2 separate regions of the Anas platyrhynchos genome follow, and region 2 is linked to region 1. Evidence: chromatin contacts called from public Hi-C data. All regions are on one chromosome and are shown on one strand. Each heading gives the region's core, a stretch centred on a gene start, on an enhancer-like site or on the middle of the called end of the contact. The rest is flanking DNA. Distances are from core to core; before and after follow the strand shown.

Region 1 (3,802 bases), core at 668-3,167:
AATGGGATGAGGTAGTCTCCATTGAGCAGGTTTGGTTTCCAAACCTGTGTTCACCCTGAGCTGTTTTTGTGATCATTTTGTTTTCCCTCCTGTGCAGGTCAGATTGGTTGGGGAAGTATTACAGAGGCTAAAAAGCTTTTTTGCTCATTGGTAATTACCCCAAATCTCTCTGGTGCCTTTCAATATTCAGCACTGTCCACTGCAGAGAAACCACTTGGTTTCTTCCAGCAGGTCCCTCAGAGCAGACTGGGCATCCTGCACAACCCAGCCTCTCCCTGGAGGGAAATAAAAGCACACGGGGGAGTAAAGCCTGTGCAGCTCACTTGGTGCAAACTGCAGCATGCCCTTGTCTGGGCACGGAGGTCGGCGGTGGTGCAGCAGTGCCTGCATGGAGGCTATTTCCGACTGCCATAAAAATCTTTATGTCTCTGCGATCGGGATTCAGCGATGCAAATTTGCTGTGTCAAAGGAAGATGCTGCTGTAAATGAATTAGTACAAGAAGAACTTCTTATTTAAGAAGTGCTGACTCTGCACTCTCCCCTGTGCCCTCACTTTTAAAATTGAAGTCTGGGTTTGCTGCATGCTATGATCTATATTTAGGCACTTGTAAATGAAGTTTTGCGGTCACATGGCTGCATTCTTGTACGACTCCATGAAGTAGTTTTTTCACATTACTGAGATTTATACGTTTGTGTTTGCATACTGCAGGTGTTTCCATAAAAGCTTGGGATAGCCACATTAAGGAAGATGGCCTGGAAAAAAAAAAAAAAAAAAGAAAAAAAAAAGAAAAAAAAAAGAAAATTATACTGAGCATACCTAAAAGCACTACCCTGGGGCAAAAGTGTGAAGTCACTGCAGAAATGAGGGAGTTGCAGACAGGTAAGATTTATGGATTTAGACCTTTTTGGAGCTCCTCCTCCAAGCAGAGGGTGGAGTCGTGCAAGGGGACAGCATCCCTTTTGGGCTGTATCCCATGCGGTGCCCCAAGTAAGCGGTGAGCCCTTAGCAGAATATTTCAAAATGTCAGAGAGTGCTGCAGTGCTGAGCTCATGCTATGCAAATGCTAGCCTGATGAATTATGTGCTGTACACACTACACACAAATCCTGTCCCAGCCAGCCCTGGAAGAGGAGATAGCATTCTTGCCGGTGTGTCCTCTGCTCCAGGAAACTTGCCAGGAGGTCACACCATAATTCATGCTCTGCTGATGCTTTGTAAAAGTTGCAGCCTGTACCTTGGCTGCTGCGCTGCTGACCCCAGCATCCGTGTCACCTGCCGGCCCCTCGGAGCCTGGTGGCCGACCGCATCCCCCTGCAGCTCTCATGGGCAGCATGCACCCAGTCCTGCCCTGCCCGGACTCAGCCCAGCATCAGGCAGAAGGTCAGGGGGGTCTCTGCTTTCAGGCTACAACCACAGCTGGTTTGACCCCTGGTTTGTCCTCCTGATTGCAGCAGCAGACAGCTTGATGTACAGAAAGGCAGTAATTCATAGGGCTTGTCCTAAAGAACCCATCCAACTAAGTTAAAGAACCCACCTCTGATAAGCAGGAGTAACCAAAACCTCAAGATAATCAGCACTTAATTTAGCCTGGTTCAGGCCGCGCTGTAAAGTGGTTCTACCCCAACTTCCATGAGGCAGTGCTGGGAAACAGAGGAGTTGCTGGAGAGAAGGGACAGCCGACAGTATAGGGGGATTTCAGAGCAACTTGAAATCGTCCCGAAAGGTTGAGGTGGTGTGGTAAAAGTTTGGGGCAGAATGGTGCAAAGTTTGGCAATGGGGGGAGAGGGTTTTCTTCCACTCTCTTTCCCTTTTTGCAGGAGGACCCCCGTACTAATCCAGTCCCTGGGAAGGGACAAGGCAAGGGCAGGCGGGGGCAGAGGCTGCACGCCCAGAGGTGCCACCCTGCTTTTTTGGAGCTTTCTGCCTTTTTGGAGGCTCGCTGGGGAACGAAAATCTTCCATCTCCTGCTGCCACAGACAAGGCTGGGTGCTGGCCCAAATGTGGGTCAAGAGTGACACCCTGTGGACAACTTACTCTTTTTCTCGTCCTCCAGGATTTTCTCTCCTGCTGCTTTCTTTTCTTTTCCTTTTTATTTATTTATTTATTCCTCCTTCCCCCTTGTCCCCCCCCTGCTTTGCTTACACAAACACTGCAAGCACCCGGTTTGCACAGGGGTTGTTGCTGCAAGCTCAGCCAGCCCAGGCAAGCTGGGAACAGCATTTTCCCCTGAAAAGTGAGGGGCTATATAAAGAGCCCCAGATCTCCCTTCTGTTCCTTTTTTGGGTTGTCCCCAGTTTGCACTTGGTTTCATCGGTATCTCTCAGGGCCTGGCCATCACTCCTGACCCCCATCAGTGCCTCTGCTTTCCCTCTGCTTTTCAGCTCACCCCAGCTCTTCTGTCGTGCAGCTCATCAGCTGGAGCACGGTGAGCTCCTGGGGCTCGTAAATCTAGCTGCTGCTCACAAAATTTGGCGAGTATGACCCCAGGCTGTCTGTTAAACTGGGAGAGAAATTGCACGGGCTTCCCTGCAGTCACCCCCCTGCCCTCCCCAAGCTGCCCTGGGTGAGGATTCCTGCCTGAACAGAAAAACTCATGAAAAAAAAAAAAAAAAAAAGGGTTTTATAGAGACTGCTTCTCCTCTGGTCACCATAATGGTCCCTTCCTAATCTCAGACCTGCTGGGGGGTAGGACCATGCTGTCCTGATGCTCCTGGCATTATCCCCAGTGAGCAAGATCTGATGTCCCAGAACAGGGTGATCGACACCAGCTGACAACCTGGACACCCCGTCTCCACAAAATAAAATAAATAAATAAAGTACAGTTTTATTTTAAGCAACAAATAATTCCGTTTTATACTGGTGAGAAATTCCTCATCACTCATTTAATTACGCGGGCCTAAAAGAAACCATAATGTTCTGGCATGCCTGTGTGCTGGGAGTGGGAAAGAGGGGGGTGTCAGAGCCCTTCCAAAAGTTTATGTCCTTTCTTACCCCTGGCAGTTTAACCCTGCCAAATCTGCACAAACCTATATATATCCGAAAGCCAAGGCTGGAAGGAGATTCCTTAAAACCCGCAAAAGAAGCGAATATAAGGGCAGTAATTTTTTCCAATGACATTTATATGCTGTCATTAACTCTGCTTTAGCTGGTACAGTTTAAAGCTTTCAGAGAATGTAACTTCAGCTGCACCAACTACCACATGTTTTTGCTGACAGGAGCTGCGGGGTTTGCCTGGTCAGCCCACATAGACTCTCTGCCTTTTCCATAGTGTGCAAAAGCTCGACGAGGAATAGGTCTTGTTGAGCAAAAAGTCATTTTTGCTGTTATTATGCAATTTTCAGCAATCTAGGCCTCAGCATGCATTCTTGTCGGAAGAAGAGCTATAGATCAGGTCTCATTCTCTGGCATTGTGTAGAACAATGTTAGGTCAAAAGAGATGGAGTTTGTCTGGGGAGGGGTTGTTATTTTTCCAGCCCTGCTCATGACCCTCCATGTGTTATATCCTATCCCTTGAGATTAGGAGGCAGCACCCTGGCAGGTATCAGAGCACTCAGAAGACACCAGAAAATAAAAAATAATAATAATAAAATAAAAAATAAAAGAAAATGAAAAAAAAAAAAGTAGAAAAGAATCAAACAAATCTGCACTGCGTTAGGCACTTACTAATGAACAGCAGGAGTGGGAAGATCTGCAAGGAGAAGAGTGTGGGGCAAGAGTGGTTGTGTTGAACTCAAACACGCAAACAAAAACGTGAAGGTTGTGGCAATGCTACTGGGCTGTGGGAACGGGAGGTGAGCGATGC
Region 2 (3,802 bases), core at 602-3,101, 280 kb before region 1:
GAGCCATTTCTGAAAACTTGGGCCAGCTTAATTTCTAAAAGCTAGTTTTTGTTTACTGTTTAGCTCAATGAGTAGACTCTAGTGCTGTTTTTGTTTCATTTTTTTTTCCCCTCCATTACATGTGAATTTATTTAAATTATTTATCCACAACATTCTTTAAGGTTAGATTATTTTATTGTGGCAATTGAAGCAATCTCTGTGTAGTTGCATATTACTTTACACATCTCCCCTTGGGGCTATTCACATATCCCCACATGCATGGCTCCCACTAATACTTGTCAGTGGGACTTAACATACAAGTGCAGACATGAGAATAACCCCTTGCTGGGCACTTAACTAGATTTTATTTTAATTTTTTTTTTTAAGTTGCTCGCTCATGGCAAACATCATGGTTATTGGAAATCACTGCACTTACCAGGATCAGCAAACACAACCTCCCTTTCCTTCTCACTCTTTCAAATGGGAGCTGCTTGGTGCATTTGGTGTGCTCAAGGTAAAAAGTTCACAGATAAAAAACAGGAACACAAGGTTATGGAATAAAGTGGCTTTATTCTGCACATTGTCACTGTTTGCCATACAACTGTATACAGTTAAGCCTCTCCACTGAAGAAAGCTTTTTTTGTTTGTTTGTTTTAAAAGGTATGAATTGCAATGTGGACATTTGGGTTCTGTCTGTGGCTCCATCATAGACTTCCTGGTAGGATAGCTAGAGCTTTGCTGGTCAGTTCTTATGAGAATGAATGGAAAGCTGAGGTTTGAAAACTTGGTTTTTATTTCTGCATACCTGTTTTCTGCGTCTTTAGTGGTTCTCATTACTGCGGACTCCCCTCTACGCCAGTATTTACATGTGTGTAAGTTAAGTGATGACAGAACACTTTCCATCAAGAAGTTGAAATCTTCAATATGTTTTGTAAAACTGATGCATCTTGTACCATCTGTAATCCCCCTCCACTGCAATTCAGGGACATGCAAATGTTGAATCATCATTATTTGTTAGCCATATGAAAATAATTACTCTGATTTCAGAGTAATTAGGAACGAACATGTGCCCATATCAGAAAGAGGAAATGACCAAATCAAGATGTGGTCCGCTAGCCTCTCCAGCCAGGAGGTTTTCTACCTTTAAGCCACTTCAAGATTTTGGAGGGGTTTTGTGTTTTAAAAGTATGGTCCTTGAAGATGTTTGCTGAGTTATAATTCTGGATGCACTAGGGACCAATGAAGTAAAGTAAAGCCAAACATAGGCAGGAAGCACTGTGTTTCGATACCCAGCCACCCCGGAATGAATTTACTTATTTCAGGTCTTCACTTTCTACCTCACTCTATGATTTCAGGCTTGCTTTAATGGTATGCTAGAAGCATGAACATGCCAATAACAGAGTACTGTGATGCGACATCTAACTTTCAGAAGATCTGGCCCCATCCCAGCAGCCACCTTGTGGGCAGAACCTCAAATCACGGCAAAAGTCTGCTGAATTCAGTCCCACGGGGACTGGGACTTGCTTCTGAAGGCTAAACCACAGGCAGCCCTTATGACAAAGCCAACCAGCACACTCAGCAGTTTCAGCAGGCAGTAACTCACAGTGTTATCCGTCACCCAAGGCTGACCATTCACCACCTTTAACTTTACCAGGTATGAGCCATCTGAGGACATTCTCCACACTTCATTTTTTTCGTCAGGCTGATTTCTGTTTTGGAAATTTTTTATCCATGCCAATTCATCTATCTCTAAAAAAGGCACTAGGAAAAAAAAATGTTTCAGTGTTTCTGGCAGTTTGTCCTTGAAAAGGCCTATCGACGTCACGCCTTGAAGCAATAACCAGGAGATTGGCCTACATCAGCCCTTTCTTAAGAGATGCTTTACAGTAGCCTTGAAAATCCATCAAATCTGAAAAGCCTTCACAAGTTCAGAGTTTGCACATGCTCAGTAAAAGTATTTTTTATTTTTTTTTAAGCATTAAGCTGCTAAAGTCAGTGCAGGTTTTAGAGGGAACCGGCACCATTTGGGTAACACACACAAAATCTACCTCACTGCAAGGGGGTCGTGAACCCCGCTCTGCTGCCTGCTTTTAAACATTTTCCAACTTTCATGTGCTCGGTCTCACATCCCCAGTGGTGTCCTGTGAGCATCCCCTCTTCACGTGCAATTGGGTGTAATTTACAAAGCAGGTAATGAATTAAAATAACGGTGCCCTCATTGCCTAGTAGGAAGTATGTCTCTTAACTGGTACTAATGGATGGCAGCCATTAGTTACTCTTACATTAAGGTGCATTCATATTGAAATTTTACACTGGCATTACAATGCATTTGATTAAAATGCAGAAGAATTACGCATTAGATGTCATGTGGCTGGATGGAAGCATAATTTAGCTGAGTCTGCAGATGCAGTCATGCAGGTGTTTCTGTAATTCAGATTCAGTTGGTGAAACTGTTGATGTTCAGTGGCCCTCAAATCACATCACCATCTGTGGTTCAGCTCCTTCTGAAAGGAATTCCTTGTGCTTTTTATCAGATATGATCACTGGATTCCTGAGCAAAAGTTTTGTGAATCAGGCAACGCTTAAATATCAGGTGTTCTGGGGGAAGGGGAGGCACTGCAGACATCAGGTATTTCAGCTGTGCTTGTTAACTACAAGTCTAGCATAAGGAGGAGATAAAAATGGGGCTCTTTGTGGGAATATTCCCCTCCCGTCAAGGAAGCATTGTGCTTTCTTACCCAAGGAAGAGTTAAAGTTTGAATTGCGTCTGATTTGCAGATTTTGAAACTAAGCCAAGTTTGGCCTTACATATCTCTCTACAGAACAGTCCAGTATCTGAAAAAACTCTGTGCTAGAGGTTTTAGTTAGATTTACATTTTCTACTTAAGCCCCTCACTGATAAACACCATTTTAACAGCTGCAACTCTTGCTACTTCCAGTTTTTGCAAGCTCCAAGACGATGCCAGTTACGGAGAGCTAAAGCCCAACACTCAGACGGGTCCATCACTGCCAGCAAAAGCTCCCATGTACTTGAAGACACTCATGTACACAATTTCTTTGCTAGACTGAGAACTTTTTAAAGGCAGGGAGATGTTATTGGGAGCGGAAGGCTGCAGAAACTAGGTAAGGATAGCAGGGACAGAGCGAACAGCAGCAGCGCTCCCTCCACAGCGCTGCTCGCAGCATAATGCAGGTGCTGCCCTCTCTCTGCAGGGTCCTCCAGTTCGCAGGAACATCTTTCCAGTCTGGAAACATCAAGCCCTTTCCTAGGGTTTGAAGCAGGATGACATTAAGTTTTGGAAGTTCAGACTCTGTGCCGTTGGAACATGCTGCGAGGCAATCTAGCTAACGTGCAGTTGTGTCTATACAGCCTCCGAGGACTGAACATGGTTTGGAAGAAAAAACCAAGTCAGAATCACAGATGGTTTCCTCTTTACCTCAAGGGTCATCGTGTTTACACATTTTGAAAGAGTTACTGAACTAATTTGTAAAAGACTTCTATTTTATATATTAAGGAAAAATAAAGACCTCACAAGATTTTTAGTCCATCAGCAACATATGGAAACAAGAAAAATCTGTCCCTCGGTTGCTGAAATATTTATTTATCATTGAAATCCCAGACATTTGCATTCAATGTAAGGGCAAAGCATATCTTATGTATAACCTCCTAGAGAATTTGGTTAAAAGCAGTTTTGGATACCTGTAAGTAATTATGCTATCACATTCTCTAACGGATTTAATTCAGGCCAAGTAGCAACTACTGTATGTCCAAAAGATAATGAATTAAAGCAATGCTTTGGCATATCCCCTTTCTGAAATGTTA

What was found. A called contact is a pair of places that touch in the nucleus more often than the background predicts.
Region 2: a Hi-C map of skeletal muscle shows a contact between it and region 1, with 4 times the contacts expected there. The contact joins two enhancer-like sites. A contact is called at or near these places in 3 of 8 Hi-C or Micro-C datasets (liver, skeletal muscle and subcutaneous adipose tissue).

Annotation. Positions count from the first base shown.
Region 1 is chr8:36,093,731-36,097,532 of IASCAAS_PekinDuck_T2T, reverse strand. No RefSeq gene overlaps it. Among named protein-coding and RNA genes, the nearest start is that of CYP2J2, 67 kb to the right of the region's middle. Within about 2 kb of position 1,917, at least 1 of the 8 cell types and tissues checked has an H3K27ac peak or open chromatin away from gene starts, as enhancers often do.
Region 2 is chr8:36,369,825-36,373,626 of IASCAAS_PekinDuck_T2T, reverse strand. All of the region lies in intron 2 of NFIA (nuclear factor I A), which reads right to left. Among named protein-coding and RNA genes, the nearest start is that of NFIA, 100 kb to the right of the region's middle. Within about 2 kb of position 1,851, at least 1 of the 8 cell types and tissues checked has an H3K27ac peak or open chromatin away from gene starts, as enhancers often do.